2 separate regions of the Oryctolagus cuniculus genome follow, and region 1 is linked to region 2. The links are chromatin contacts, called in public Micro-C maps. All regions are on one chromosome and are shown on one strand. The core of a region is the stretch at or near the end of the contact, and the rest is flanking DNA. Distances in the headings are between cores, read along the strand shown.

What was found. A called contact is a pair of places that touch in the nucleus more often than the background predicts.
Region 1: a contact with region 2 is called in a Micro-C map of ear pinna, with 8 times the contacts expected there. The contact joins the promoter of MAF here to the enhancer-like site in region 2. A contact is called at or near these places in 3 of 6 Hi-C or Micro-C datasets (ear pinna, psoas muscle and an unstated tissue).

Annotation. Positions count from the first base shown.
Region 1 is chr18:61,811,522-61,818,583 of mOryCun1.1, reverse strand. It overlaps MAF (MAF bZIP transcription factor), which reads left to right and starts at 5,614. Exons shown (of 2, transcript XM_051847318.2): 1 at 5,614-7,062. The coding sequence starts at 6,720. It overlaps LOC103348530 (a long non-coding RNA gene), which reads right to left and starts at 2,092. Exons shown (of 4, transcript XR_001793467.3): 1 at 1,810-2,092; 2 at 1,174-1,238; 3 at 662-800; 4 at 321-504.
Region 2 is chr18:60,850,181-60,856,935 of mOryCun1.1, reverse strand. All of the region lies in intron 8 of WWOX (WW domain containing oxidoreductase), which reads right to left. Among named protein-coding and RNA genes, the nearest start is that of WWOX, 400 kb to the right of the region's middle. Within about 2 kb of position 3,850, at least 4 of the 8 cell types and tissues checked have an H3K27ac peak or open chromatin away from gene starts, as enhancers often do. A contact at or near this core is called in ear pinna, where this site is marked.

The DNA.
Region 1 (7,062 bases), core at 4,365-6,864, 960 kb before region 2:
CCCAACCCCCACCGCAGTCTAAGATCCCACGAGGTGAATTCGCTCAAAGAGCAGAGAAGTGCTCAAAACCAGTGTTTGAGACTGTAAACGTGAGTGCATTTCAAAGGGTGTTCACTGTGCAGCTGCGGCGAGGCCACTCTGTTAAAAGTATACATAGGCACCCTAAGTATTGCAGATGGAAACAGCTGACACCAAGGCCAGGGGTCTTGGTGAAGAGAAGAACTAGCCATCCTTTTGTTTGATAGCTTATTTCTGTTGTGCTTGCCAGAGAAGACATCACTGTAAGAAAACTAATAAAGAAAAATAATAGCAACAGAAGGTCCATTCTGTCCCTTTAACTTTTATTGTGGGTGGTAGAGGTGTTCAGCCCGATTTCTGTTCTCCATAGGATCTGGAACATTCTGTCGCAATGGACACGGTGCTGGGAGGGCGTCCCTGGGCACGTTTGGTGTTTGTAGTGCACAGAACAATGCCTGACAAAGCCTGGCCACACCCACAATGGCACTGAGAACAGAAATAAAGGTCCCCATAAGGGGTCCCAGCCAAAGGAGTTCAGAGCACACGTGTTAAGAAAATCTCTGGGTCAGCCTCTGATGGTGCCCACCGAGGGAGGACACGCCCCCATCACTGGGGGGTAGGAATAACGGAGAGCAAAACTCACAAGGGACCGTCGTCCATGAATCTGTCCTCTCGTCAGCGAGCAGGAAGTTACAGCCTACACTCGTCCCTTGTTCCAATCCTGTTTTGTTTTAAAGTCAGTTTTGAACTCACCACAGTAGAAATCACTGAAGGGATAAACGCTGTGGAGAGAAACCCCGTCACCAGTGTAAGTGGCAAAGAGGGACCACAGGGATGCTGACGGACTCGTCGTCATCAACAGCCCCTCGGCGAAGGAAAAGGAAAACCCAGGGAGATGGCCCTGCCCTGCAGAGGGAGACGGAAACAGCACAGAAATGTGTGGATGCGGGGTGGCCCCCTCATCTTACATCCCTTGTACGGCCTGAACCCAGAAGTCCTTTCATTTAACACTCTCGTGGACAGCATACACAAGGCCATTCATCAAGCGCCTCCCATCTGCCAGGCCACTGTGGGGGCCTCTGTGGGATAAGGAAGGGGGAGCGAGCTGGCCCCCGTCTGGCCCACCTTCCCGGGAGTCCTCGCTTGGGAACACACCTGGATCTTCCACGTCTCTGTGTGTAAAACAAACACGTATTTCATGACACAGCCTGGGAAGAACGCTGCAGACAAAAGGAGACCAAAAACAAAACAAACAAACAAAAAAAAACAAAACACACATGAAATCAAGATAAAATCAACAAACCCCCCAAACTCTGTCCATGCTATTGACCTGCTGTCACTAAGGGAGAGACCACTGATGATGGGGCCCACATTTCATGTTGAGAGCACCCAAAAAATAATGCAAACAATACATGAGGAGCCCAGGGCTGCCTCCTCCCCTCGGCTTCTCCTCCCGCCCCCGCCAGGCTCACCCCCCGCCCCATCTAAAGGAGACCCTGGGAAAGAAACCTCCACCCCTCATTTGTCTCTATTTTGCTTCCTCCTCCCGGTAAGCAAATGTTAGTTGTTCTCTAACCGCACCGGAAAATCAGAATTTATTGTACATATGTTTGCGTTCCACTTAATAAAAAAACCTATATTTTAAGATAAACTTTGTTAGTAATTCATGAGGTAAGTGACTATTTATGCTAATCAGGCAGAAATATATTCTCAAGCATAATGCATTACATAAATTTGAATGCAAAATGTTCAATTATGAAGTAAATACAGGTAATGCAAATAATAAATTACCTCTAATAAAAATTATAAAAGATGTGTCTTCAAAGAGAGAGCGGCTTTAACTTACAACTGTGAATTGCTTAAAGAGAAAAAGAATTAATAAATGCTGAATTACTCTGATGATTATTTAACACATAATTCACCTATTCATGACGACTCGGAGTAATCAGACTGTTGTTTCAGAGCCTCCGATGTGAGGCAAGACTGTTTCCTCAGCAAGTTTACCCTTATCAGATTATCGCGTCTGATTCTATTAATTTTCTTCCATGAATCTGCGAACAGTGATTTGTGACTTACTTACCCTGCTAACTGAAGACTGTTAAAAGGATTTATCTAACACGAGCCCTAAGAACAGCGGGCGCCTCATCATTCAGTTCCTCTAAAGAACTCTTTCGCAGATCAATTCAGGTTGTTTCATAGTGAAATGTAGTGGACGCTGGTCAGCTCTGCCCTAGAAAAATCAGTTCCCAGATAAACAAAGAGTTCAGACGCCGTGTTTGGTGCATCCTGTTCTCTGCATATTTTACACACACACACACACACACATATATATTTATGTCCGATTTTGGTGTGATGCACTTAAGTTGGTGTAACAATCAGGAAAAATGTGTTCCCTTTAGCTTTCAGTCTTTGTAATTTGTTCGCAAGGGTTTTACATTCATCTGGCACGAAGTTGTTACGCGTGGACTGGCACGAAACTACAGTTGTGTTTTTGATGCTGACTCTTTCGCAACCCTTTCGGTGATTCGACCCATGGCCGCCTCCCCTCAAAAATCTTCTATAAATATTCATCGCTTTCAGAGACTTCACAGCTACTGGTTTGAATTGGTCAATAATGACAAATGCACGGTTTCTGAATTACTGTATATTGTTCTACAGAGATTACTGGGCTATATATAGCAAGGGGGTATTAAGCTGTAAGAAAACACAGTTCATATTGTATTTGGATTAGATTGGCTTGGACAGAAGCGAAACAAAGTTAGGGAAGAAATCTAAAGAAATGTGTCCTGTTGTAATTGTAGAGCCTCAGAAACCTGAATAGTACTAATTAAAATGAGAGGGCTCGATTGTTATAAAAGAAACGCCACTAACAGAGAACTGTAAATGTTTAGACACCCCTGTGAATCACTAAATAATAAAGTAAAAGGGACAAAAGTGAGAATTAAGTTGTAAGCCCCAGAGAGCACCAGGGCTACACATCTGAAAAATAATCCTGATCCTCTCTCCCTTTCTCTCTCTCTCTTTTTTTTCCCAAGAGAAAACGAGAGAACTATAAAAGAATCTACAATAAGAGAAAGAAAAACACCCTGGCTTGACAGCAGTGCACAAAAATAAACCCTAGAAAATGCGCAGATGATAATAAAGCGATCGTGCCAAAGATGGGCATTTCTAGAAATGATGTGTGCTGGAGACGACTGGGTATGTGGCCGCCGCCGATCTGTAGGGCCCCGGCTTCCTCATTAGCCAACTTTGTTTAAAAAATGTTGTTTATTTACAAGTGCAGAAGTTTCAATGTCCCTAGCCAGAAATGCTTTTTTCTTATTTTTTGGGGGGGAGGGGAGGGGGAGAAGCATGGATCATACCTTAGAGCTGTCAACAAAACTATGTGATTTTTTAAAATTATCCTAAACCCCCAACTTATACATAAATTTTATATTATATATATATATATAAACTTCAGACACTTGTGTCTAATAATTCTTTTTAAAAAATGAAAGAAACGATGGCTCGGGACAGTGCAGTGCCCCTGTCGTTGAGGCAGAGGACGGAGTGCACCCAGCACCTTCCCCTAACTTCCGGGGAATTGGGAGACAATCCTCACCCTTTCTCCCGGCTCTGTGCCCTACAAAGTCAGAACTGCTTCTGCAGACAATTCGGAATACCCTGGGCGCAGGCCCCTGAGGACCAGCACCGGCCCCGCCATCCTCCTGGGGCCTCTCCCAGCCGGGATGCCCGGGTCTGCTGAGACCCAGGGCTGCCAGGCCCCGCGCGGCGCAGGCTAGGGCTGCCCCGGTCTACGCAGCCTGCAGCCGCAGGCCTGGCGATAAGCGGCGAAGCCCGCCGCCGCCGCCGCCGCCGCGGGTGGGTGCAAGCGCGCCGAAGCGCCGGGTTCAAGAAGCCGGCTTAATGTAGGACTCGGTGACAGAAGTCAGGTTTCCCGGGAATTACTTTGCAGATAAACAACTTTCTAGCAACGCACTTCATCTTACCGCCCAGAGTTAGAGAACTTTACTTCTCTCCAGAGCGCCGCGAAGCCCGCTGGAAACCCAGCCCGGCTCTGGGCTAGGGCTGTTATTGGGGAGGTGATGGGGTGGGGCTGGGGGGCCCTGGGGGACGGGGTGCTGGGGGGTGCTGGGGGACGCGCGCCAAGAGGGCTCGGCCGCAAGGACTCCCGCGGGCTGCTGTGGTCCGGGGCCTGCGAGCCGGGTCTCCGGCCCCTTGTGTGCGAGGCCCGGGCCGCCCGCCGCCTGCGGACCCACTCTGCGCGCCCGCCGCCTGCGGACCCACTCTGCGCGCCGGCCCGCCCGGGGCAGGCAGCTTCTCCCCGCGGCGGCGGAACCGGCCGCGCATCGCCGTCCACTGACCTTTGCCGAAAGGTGGCGCTGTTGAGGCACAAACCAACCAGGTCCAACAATAGTTCTCGCTCTTCGATCCTCCTGCGGGCTTTTCAGAATTAAAAAAAAAAAATTTTTTTTTTAAATGCATCCCTTCCTAGCGTTTCCCCCCACCTCTCCCGCAAAGTCAAATAAATACGATTAACGCCCAATGCGTCTCATTAATTGCACAAATCGTGCCAACTTTCAAGCGGGCTGCCCGGTGTCGCAAACGCGGGGTGAGCTTCCAGCAGTGTCTCTCAATCCCAAATGAATCCCCGCGTCTCCGACTGGCCTATCGCTTTAAAATCTTAGAAACAGACTTGTCGGGTTCTTTTTTCTTTCTTTTTTTCCTTTTTTTTTTTTTCTTAAGCTTTAAAACAATCGATTGAGAAAAACTAAACCGGTTATTAGCATTTCCAGTGGGGAGGGAGGGAAACGCCCCCCACTTCACCCCCACTCCAGATTTCCAGGTCCAACCGAGAAAAAGTGGCTTAAAATTTAACCCTTTGAGGGTAACCCGTGTGGACTGGGGTCTTGCCGCGGGCAAGTCTGGAGGAATTCGGCCAAACGCTCGCAGGGCCTGGTTAAAACAGGGGGGCCCAACCAGGGCTAGGGGTGCGAGTCTTGGAGGCCACGCTCTGGCCGGGGTCGGGAGCCGAGGACCCAGCACCCCCAACGCTACTTCCAGCTCCCAGAGTTCCAGCCGCGGCCGCACTCCCTTGCCAGGGGCGCGCGCGCCTGCGGCCGGGGGCCTACACCCACGGCCCCAGCTCACCCATCGCCTGTGGAAGGCGATTGTGCCGGGGCCGCTCCCTCCCCCAGGACCCCTCCAGCTGCCCCGGGCCGGCGCGCGGTGGAGCGGCGTCCTGCGCGCAGCCCCTACCCCAGCGCGGCGCGCGTTACCCCGCGCACCGACACCGTGAGAGGGACAGAGTTGGAGCCAAGTTTGAGCGCGGAGCACCACAGAGCTGTCCAGGGAAGCAGGGTCCCCCAGCCGACACCTGGACGCCAGAGGTGCAGCGAGGAGGAAAAGCCTCCAGGCCGACGCGCGGCGCTGGGGACTGGGTGGGAGGTGGCAGGGCCGGGGAGTCCGGCGGGTGCCAGCGCCGGCCGCAGAGGGTGAGCTGGGGGCCCCGGAAGGCCGGCCGGCCCCTGTCGCGCTCGAGAGGAGCAGCGATCGGTGCTCCCGGGCCCGCCCGAGCTCCCGCAGTCCCTCTGAAAACCCCTACTCTTCTTGCGCCAAACTTTGCGCGGGGCCTGGCTCGCGCGCCCGGGGAGCGCGGCGCGGCAAGGGTTAAGCCAGCCCGTCCCAGCTGACAGTCAGCTGATTGGGCCCTGATTGACAGCTCCGAAAAGTTTCCTTGTTTCTATACTATTATGCTAATCGCCGCCGCGCTCGCAGCCTGCCATTGGCCCAGAGTGCCAGTCAATTTCCCATTTGGGCCTGACGTCACGAGTGCTATAAAACTCAGCAATTGCTTTAAACTCTTCTTGCTGGATCACAGGCTTTAAAATCTTTTTTCATCTTCGCGCTGTAGCTCGGGCCGCTCACCCGCTCGGCCTCCCCCTTGGCTCTTCTGCCTCGCCTTTCCCCAGGACTTCGCGATTTTGCTTTTGAGAGAGAGGGAGAGAGAGAGAGGGAGAGAGAGAGAAACAAGGCAAGAAGGAACTTAACTCCTCGCTCCCTTCCCTCCAGCCAGGCTGCACTTCTGTCTTGCACTGTGCACAGAGGGAGCGAGAGCGAGGGAGAGGAGAGAGAGAGAAAGAGGAAAAAGAGAGCGAGCGAGCCAGGAGACGCGGAGGCGAGAAGCATGAAGCGTTAACTCCCCCGTGCCAAGGCCCGCACCGCCCGGACAGCGCCCGCCGCGCCTGCAGCCCCGAGCGGCCGCCGCGCGCGCCCCGGCGAGCCGAGCCCTCCTTATGCAAAGCGCGCAGCGGAGCGGCGAGCGGGGGACGCCGCGCACCGGGCCGGGCTCCTCCGGCTTCGCCGCCGCCGCCGCCGCAGCTCGCCGAGGACCTCCCCCAGCCTGAAGCCGCCGGCCCGGCGCGCACGGAGGCGAGCAGGCGAGGAGGGGCCGGGGCGAGCGAGCGAGCGAGCGAGTCCCTTGGCGTGAGCAGGCGGGGAGGGAGGGCGGGCGCGGGGGGCGCGGGCAGGGCGGGGGGGCGTGTGCGCGCTCGGAGGTTCCGGGCCAGCCGCCGGCGCGCGAGCTAGAAGCGCCCCAGCCCGGCAAGCTGGCTCACCCGCTCGCCGCCCAGCACAGCCCGCTGGCCCCTCTCCTGCAGCCCATCTGGCGGAGCGGCGGCGGCGGCGGCGGCGGCAGGAGGATGGCAACGGAACTGGCGATGAGCAACTCCGACCTGCCCACCAGTCCCCTGGCCATGGAATATGTTAATGACTTCGATCTGATGAAGTTTGAAGTGAAAAAGGAGCCGGTGGAGACCGACCGCATCATCAGCCAGTGCGGCCGTCTCATCGCCGGGGGCTCGCTGTCCTCCACCCCCATGAGCACGCCGTGCAGCTCGGTGCCGCCTTCCCCCAGCTTCTCGGCGCCCAGCCCGGGCTCGGGCAGCGAGCAGAAGGCGCACCTGGAAGACTACTACTGGATGACCGGCTACCCGCAGCAGCTCAACCCCGAGGCGCTGGGCTTCAGCCCCGAGGACGCGGTCG
Region 2 (6,755 bases), core at 2,601-5,100:
GGCCCTTGGGTCCTTTTCCATGGGATACCAAAGTATCCCCTTGTCCCTTGTTTTCACTTAGATATGTCTTGTGAACATCTTTCTAGGGCTCTTAGAAGTTCCAAATGCTTCTTCAAAGAACAAGGTGGCTGGACAGAGGCAGCCCTGCAAGCTTCGCTGACAGGTCTGCTGTAGTGGACACGGTCACTGGTTATGCTTGCAGACCACGGATATGCTGGGAACGGGAGGCAATGAGCTGCCTCCACAACCACAACGGTCATCTTCTGCCGGCTCCTGATTGTGCACAAGCTGTTGGAGGGACTGTGAACACCAAGAGGCAGGGGAGGACAAGGATTTCTGCTCTCTGAAAAGTAACACATGGGACTAGGGACATGCATGCTGAGCAGCCCACCACCCCTGGTGGGGCTGCTGCTGGCCAGAGTGCACCGCCACCTGTCAGTGTAGTCCACACCACAGTGACATCCAGAGGGAGCAATGTCCACAACTAACAATGGCCATCCTGGTGGCTTAGCGACTTTGTGCCAGCACGGGCGTGGCGGGCTCATTATACTCATCACTAAATCTCAAACACTGTCTCAAGTCAGCAGCTGACTGAACTGAGTCCAGCGTTCTGGTAAAGGCTTCACAATTGGCTCTCCAAAAACGAACCTGAGTGTATAAATATACGGGTGTCTGTTTAGTTTATGCTTTCCTGCTGGAAAGGGTGTATAGCACACCATTAGTAAGAAAAAAAAATGCCATATCCTTTATTATTTCCAATTTATAGTTTATGTTTATGATTTTATAGTTTTTATTTATAATTCCACAGAGCTCACCGATTCTCAGGGAGTGCTGTGATTTGTGCTGAACCCTTGCATCCACAGCTAAGCTGTGGCTGCAGCTGATGTTATTGCTTGATACTTCTGAGTTAATCAGTGAGATGAGGGTCAAACGGTAAAGACAGACATATTTTGGTTCTTCACTCATTCTTCAATGGCGAAGCGATTTCTGTGCTGAATCGGATAACAGGTTTTTTAATGCACTGAGGGAATATTCCCACGATTTTTTATACTATTCATAGTGTGATGTTTACAGCATGTTCTCTTCAATTTAATCTGCATTATTAACAGTATAATCACTTTCTAAGTCGAGATGATATTTTTAAAAAGTCGAGCCTTGAGTTGTAGTTTTTGCCTATTTCTGTGGCATAAATAATGCCGCTGTGGCTTTCAAATTGCCAAGACAAGGACCCTGGGGGCAGGGCTTGAGAGCACTGTGCAATTTCACAGTGTTCCAGGACATTTCCAGCACAGGCACACAACAGATCCAGATAACCTCAGAAAACAGTCAAAAGTGGCCAGACCGTAAGGAAGTGCGGAGCCCCGAGTACTATCTGCACGACTTCGTTACTACCCAGTGCAAGGTCAACAGGAATGAAGGGCTTCGCTGGACACCAGAAACTGCCAATTGTGCAAGAGCACACAGGCATGCATACACACACACCCTTCACCCTGCGGTCCTGCTGGCTCAACCCCCTCACTCTCTTCTGAGAGAGGGAGATGCTTTTGAATGTAGCTGGCCATCCGTGATCCAGATGGAACAGCTGAAAAAATTAAATACGGTCCTTTCTGAAGAGTCGGGAGTTTTGACAAAGACAAAGGGGACAGAGAGGAAGGCGTTCGTGCTTCTGAGTGGGCCAGCCCAGCCAGCAGGCCAGCCCCACAGACACAGACGGCTCCAGTCACAGCACACAGATCTGCAGAGCGAGCCACTGGCTGGAGGCTTTCCCGCTCCGCTTCCCACCTCCCCCGCCTGGCCACCAGCCTTCCCTCTGCTCCCCTGGAGTGCAGGATGTGGTCCGCTTTCGGCTGCTCCTCAGATTTGCGAGTAACCTTATTGTGCTCTTCATCATTTGCTGCTGTTGGAGGCAAAAACTGATTTCAGAAGTAAAGCCTGGAACCCGGGCCAAGTGTGGAGGGCGTCTAGCAAACCCAGACCCCCTGATGTCAAGGCCAAGTTGGTTCACCCCGTTCTATGGAGCAACCTGCAGCGTCCTGCAGTTAGAGGGATAAGCTGTGTGAGCTCAAGAAAAGGAGGGGCAGTTTAGGAGGCTCTTCCACACCGTATTTCTTGAGGTGCGGTTCTGGAAGCGGTTCCCCCAGCCAGGCAGCACCAGCACTGAGTGGTGTTGGCACGTGGGAGCACAGCAGGACTGAGTTTCCTCGCCTTCCTACGATAATCCAGACATGCCCCCGCACTCAGCGGTGCACACCGCCATTTGGCTCAGGAGCATCAATGCTGCTCAAAGGATGCTGAACACGGCGGTGGCACACGGGTGACACAGATGCCGCATGCCTTTCTCGAGAATAAGGTGTGTGGTACGGCACAATGTGGGTGTCCCTCCATGTATTCAAAAAAATAAATAAAAACCACGGCGTTTTATGGGCCAACAAGACTAGAAGAATTCCAAAGCACTCCCTGGGAGTGTCAGAGCTATACAGTATCCATGAGATACAAACTGGAATATCCTCTCACTTGTCACAAACATGGTTTGTTTCTCTCTCACTTTTTATTTTGATCGCCAAGGGTCAGTTGCTTATAATAAACATCCATGTTTCCTAGGCCCAAATGACATTTGTAATGTGAAATCCAATCTGTGGTGCTTGCCCAGAAAAAAAATTTATATATATTACTGTTTATCTTATCTTCAAAAAATAGCGTGCGCGCGCTCTCTCTCTCTCTCTCTCTCTCACACACACACACACACACACACACACATACTGGGGGGGGGGGAGGACATGTTCTGTATCCCCAAGAGAGTCCTAGTACTGAGATCTTTCGTTTGCTCTCTGGTGGCTGAAAGAACCTACGACACTATCTGTGTCTATTACTTTATTCAAGATAATGTTGTCCATCTTTGAAAGATCTTGCTGCTCCAGGGTTCACAACAACACAGATTACAAGGCACCCGAGCCTGAAAAGAACTCAGGCTTAGCATAACACAGGATCTGGGCAAGTAACAATTAATTATTATTAATGAAGAAGACAGACCCTCTAACAAGAGTCCACACTGTAATGTCCTTCCCACCTCTCAGCCATGGCATCACAGGCCAGGCTTGAGGCAGGTGTGAGAGGAGGCACCTGGGCTGCCACGTGCCAGTGTACACGTGGATGGATGGACAGACGGACAAGTTTTTGGAGAATCTGGATCCACCTTTTAGGGGTGGGGGGAATGGAGCTCAAGGAGGTGCAGAATTCTCCTCCAGTGTTTTTTTTTCCTTTCTCCTGGGTTAAAATCAGAGTTAAGACTGTAGAAGCTCTACTCTTCATTTGACAGAGAGGCTAAGTCACTGACCCGATTCGTTCGTAAGGCGAAAGAGATAGAGAATGCGGACATGTGCCAAGAACACGCTCGGGCACCAGGCCAAGAGAACACGGCCTGTGTATCCACAGGGAGCACAGGCATGCCTCAGCTTTATGCTGGAGCCTGTTCACGTCCACAGAAGCCACTGTCTCAACACTTGAAGCCTGTTCTTCCTCCTACTCGAGGCGGCCCTATGCCAGCGTGTCCTGGGCACAGACTAACCTGGTCCTCAGTGGGGCACCCCTCAGTGCAGGGGTCTAGCTGCACTGAGCAGGGACAGCACGGCTCCTGCACAACATGTCTCTCCTCTGGGGCGCAGCCAAGCAAGTGTGCTTCTCTTTCCAAATCGCACTGCTCTCAAGAGGGAGAGAAAGGCCCAGTCTTCCTCTGCGGCCCTGGAGCCTTTCCACCCACTCGCTCTACAAAATCAGTTCATCTGGGTAATTTTTAAAGCACAGTGCGTGGGCCAGCTGGAACAAGTTGCCTCTTCCTGGCCAAATGCTTGGGGCTTCTTCCAGCCTGCAGCCTGTGTGCTCAGTGTGCTAGTGAGAGCCCAAGGGCCTGGCCAGGACTAGGAAGGAGGGTGTTGCTAACCAGACTCCCTAGTGTTCAGGAGCAAGGAGGAAGCCTTATTTCTGGGGGAGGCAAGTCACTGGGACCTGTGGTCCGGCAATGCTCTGGAGCCTGGCTCGATCTCCAGCACTGGACCAGGCTCTCTGGATGCCAAGGCCAAATACTTGTCCTAAAAATTAAAACGGAGGGGGATTTTCACAGAGAGACAAATTACTTTTACTTGCTCTAGTCTCCTCCAGCTCAGGGGTGACCTGAGCACCAGGTAGACCCCTGGTACGGTTCTGGTAGATCCTAGCTTTATTCTAGAAACTAAGCCAGTTAAATAAGATGCTGTCAAGCCAGAAGCTGCCTGGAACTCTTGGCAAGTGTGTTCCCTCAGTACAAAATAATATAAACAGAAAGGAACAATATTCTCTGTTTTCTCACTCCACACATTTTATAGGCTACAAACCAGAATTCATTTGGGATGGGCCACAAACTTTCAAAAAATAAGTTCTTTGTGTTTAAAAAGATCTTTAGATTTCAAGTTTCACAGAGTGCGGGCTCCCTATTGTGAATGTTCCCAATCTACTGTGATTTGTCGGCTCAGAAAAATTCAGGAAAAGTAATAGCCCACAGAACAGAAGGAATTGTGTGAAATGCACCACTTATCTCCTTTTGGGCACAAATGCACCCATTCTTCTTCTGGGGGCTCTACAACTCTTCCTGATGAGTATTCACATTAATTCATGTGCCTTTGGTTTCTCAAAGGCTCAGCTTAAGCACTGGAGGTGAGAAGTTGAAAGTGCACTCATAGAGAGATCTTCAGGATAAACCGAGTCATAGTACATAAATTCTAGGTGCTCAAGGACCAAAAAAAAAATAGTATCACGAAGCCACTGGCACCGTGACTCCCACTGAGGGATGGGCCAGTCCTCTGAGCATCTGTGAAACAACCGAGAGGAAATGTGCCTCCCATGCCATGTGAACCTGGGAAGAAAACTCTGAAAACAAAGGATGACAAGTACTAGAAAAATCCATACAAGGTTTCCTTAAAATCTGAAGTGGACAGATGCATTCCAAGAGACAGACCTTGCTAATGAACACTGCTTGACAAACTAACTTGATCTACAAACGCGAGTCTGAGACAGTACCTTTCTCCGAGGGTTTCCTTGAAGAGTATCTTTGACTTCACTGTTTCAAAACGTTCCCCTCTTCGGGGATAATATGCTCCCTAGATTTGCCAAAGAGCCATTCCCTAAGGCATCCTAGAGAATATATGACTTCATTTTTCCACAGATGTATTTCTATACACCTGGTGTTTTGGTTATTTATTAACCATGCCTACTTCTTTTTTTTTTTTTTTTTTTTTTTTTTTTTTTTTTTTTTTGACAGGCAGAGTGGACAGTGAGAGAGAGAGACAGAGAGAGAAAGGTCTTCCTTTGCCGTTGGTTCACCCTCCAATGGCCGCCGCTGCAGCCGGCGCACCGCGCTGATCCTGGCAGGAGCCAGGAGCCAGGTGCTTTTCCTGGTCTCCCATGGGGTGCAGGGCCCAAGCACCTGGGCCATCCTCCACTGCACTCCCTGGCCATAGCAGAGAGCTGGCCTGGAAGAGGGGCAACCGGGACAGAATCCGGCGCCCCAACCGGGACTAGAACCCGGTGTGCCGGCGCCGCAAGGTGGAGGATTAGCCTATTGAGCCACGGCGCCGGCTAACCATGCCTACTTCTATGGTTTCTAGCTTTATATCTTTAAAGTCATTAAAACTTAATAGGAGAATTAATCATAGAAGAAATCTCTCAAACACAGTTGCCAAGTACTTTTTCTTTTCCTTGACTGACATATTTAAAATGTATTTGAATGTTATTTATTTCATCACACCCAGGGAATAGAAAAAAATAACTTGCAGCTTCCAAGTTCAGAGAAAGCATAAAAATGTGATTTACTATTTATTGTACAGTTAGGCACATGCATATTATATATTGCATGTTAATCTTCGACTGGCTAAGTTTAGCGAATTTGACAACACTACTGTTTGCAAGTGAGGAAAAGGAATCGACATCTGTTCTCTTCCAGATATGATTCCTTCTTGGAAGGAATCAGAAATACTCCCAGGCCTTCTATTTTCTGGGTAAACTGATAGAACACAGGCAGCTTAAATGGACAGTCAAACCACAATGCCCCCTGGTGGTGAAACAAAGCATCTACATATGGACGTGTCTTCAGCATTTTGTGAATACGCTGGAGAGAAACCTTATTTTAATGGTGTGGACATTTTCTTTTCCCATTGATAAGAACACCAAAACAAAGATCACTGGTGCAATGAAGCTGCTTTTAAATGGAAAACAGAGAGTCTGTTAGTGAAATTAAGGGTTCCTTGTGGAAATCCTATTGCTCAAACTTCTTTTCCTAATGCTAAGGAACTACATCTGAATTCTGCAGTGAGGACCTGGAGGACATGAGAAGATCCGAACTGCAGCCCGAGTATATTTTTAACCGAATTTATGAAAGTGGAACAGTCGGCACTCACAGGTGGACCTGAGGGTCCGCTAGCTTATTTTCAGTTGAACTAAAATGGAATGAGAACACATTCCTGGTTTTAACCAGGGGACTGAGGACTCCATCTTCCCATCATGCGCTCAGGATGCACCTCTGATAAGCAGCTTAAAGGGAGCTTCCTCCTCGGGTCAGACATAAATAGAGATTCGTAGGTTCCCTTAATCCAGACACACATCGCTTCTGAGTTAGACCTCATAAATCTCAAGAACAGCCGGCAACACATGAAAGGCAATGTTGTGAGAAGGCTCCAACACATTAAATGAGAACTCTGAAATGTGGGTTCATTAATCATACAAACAAT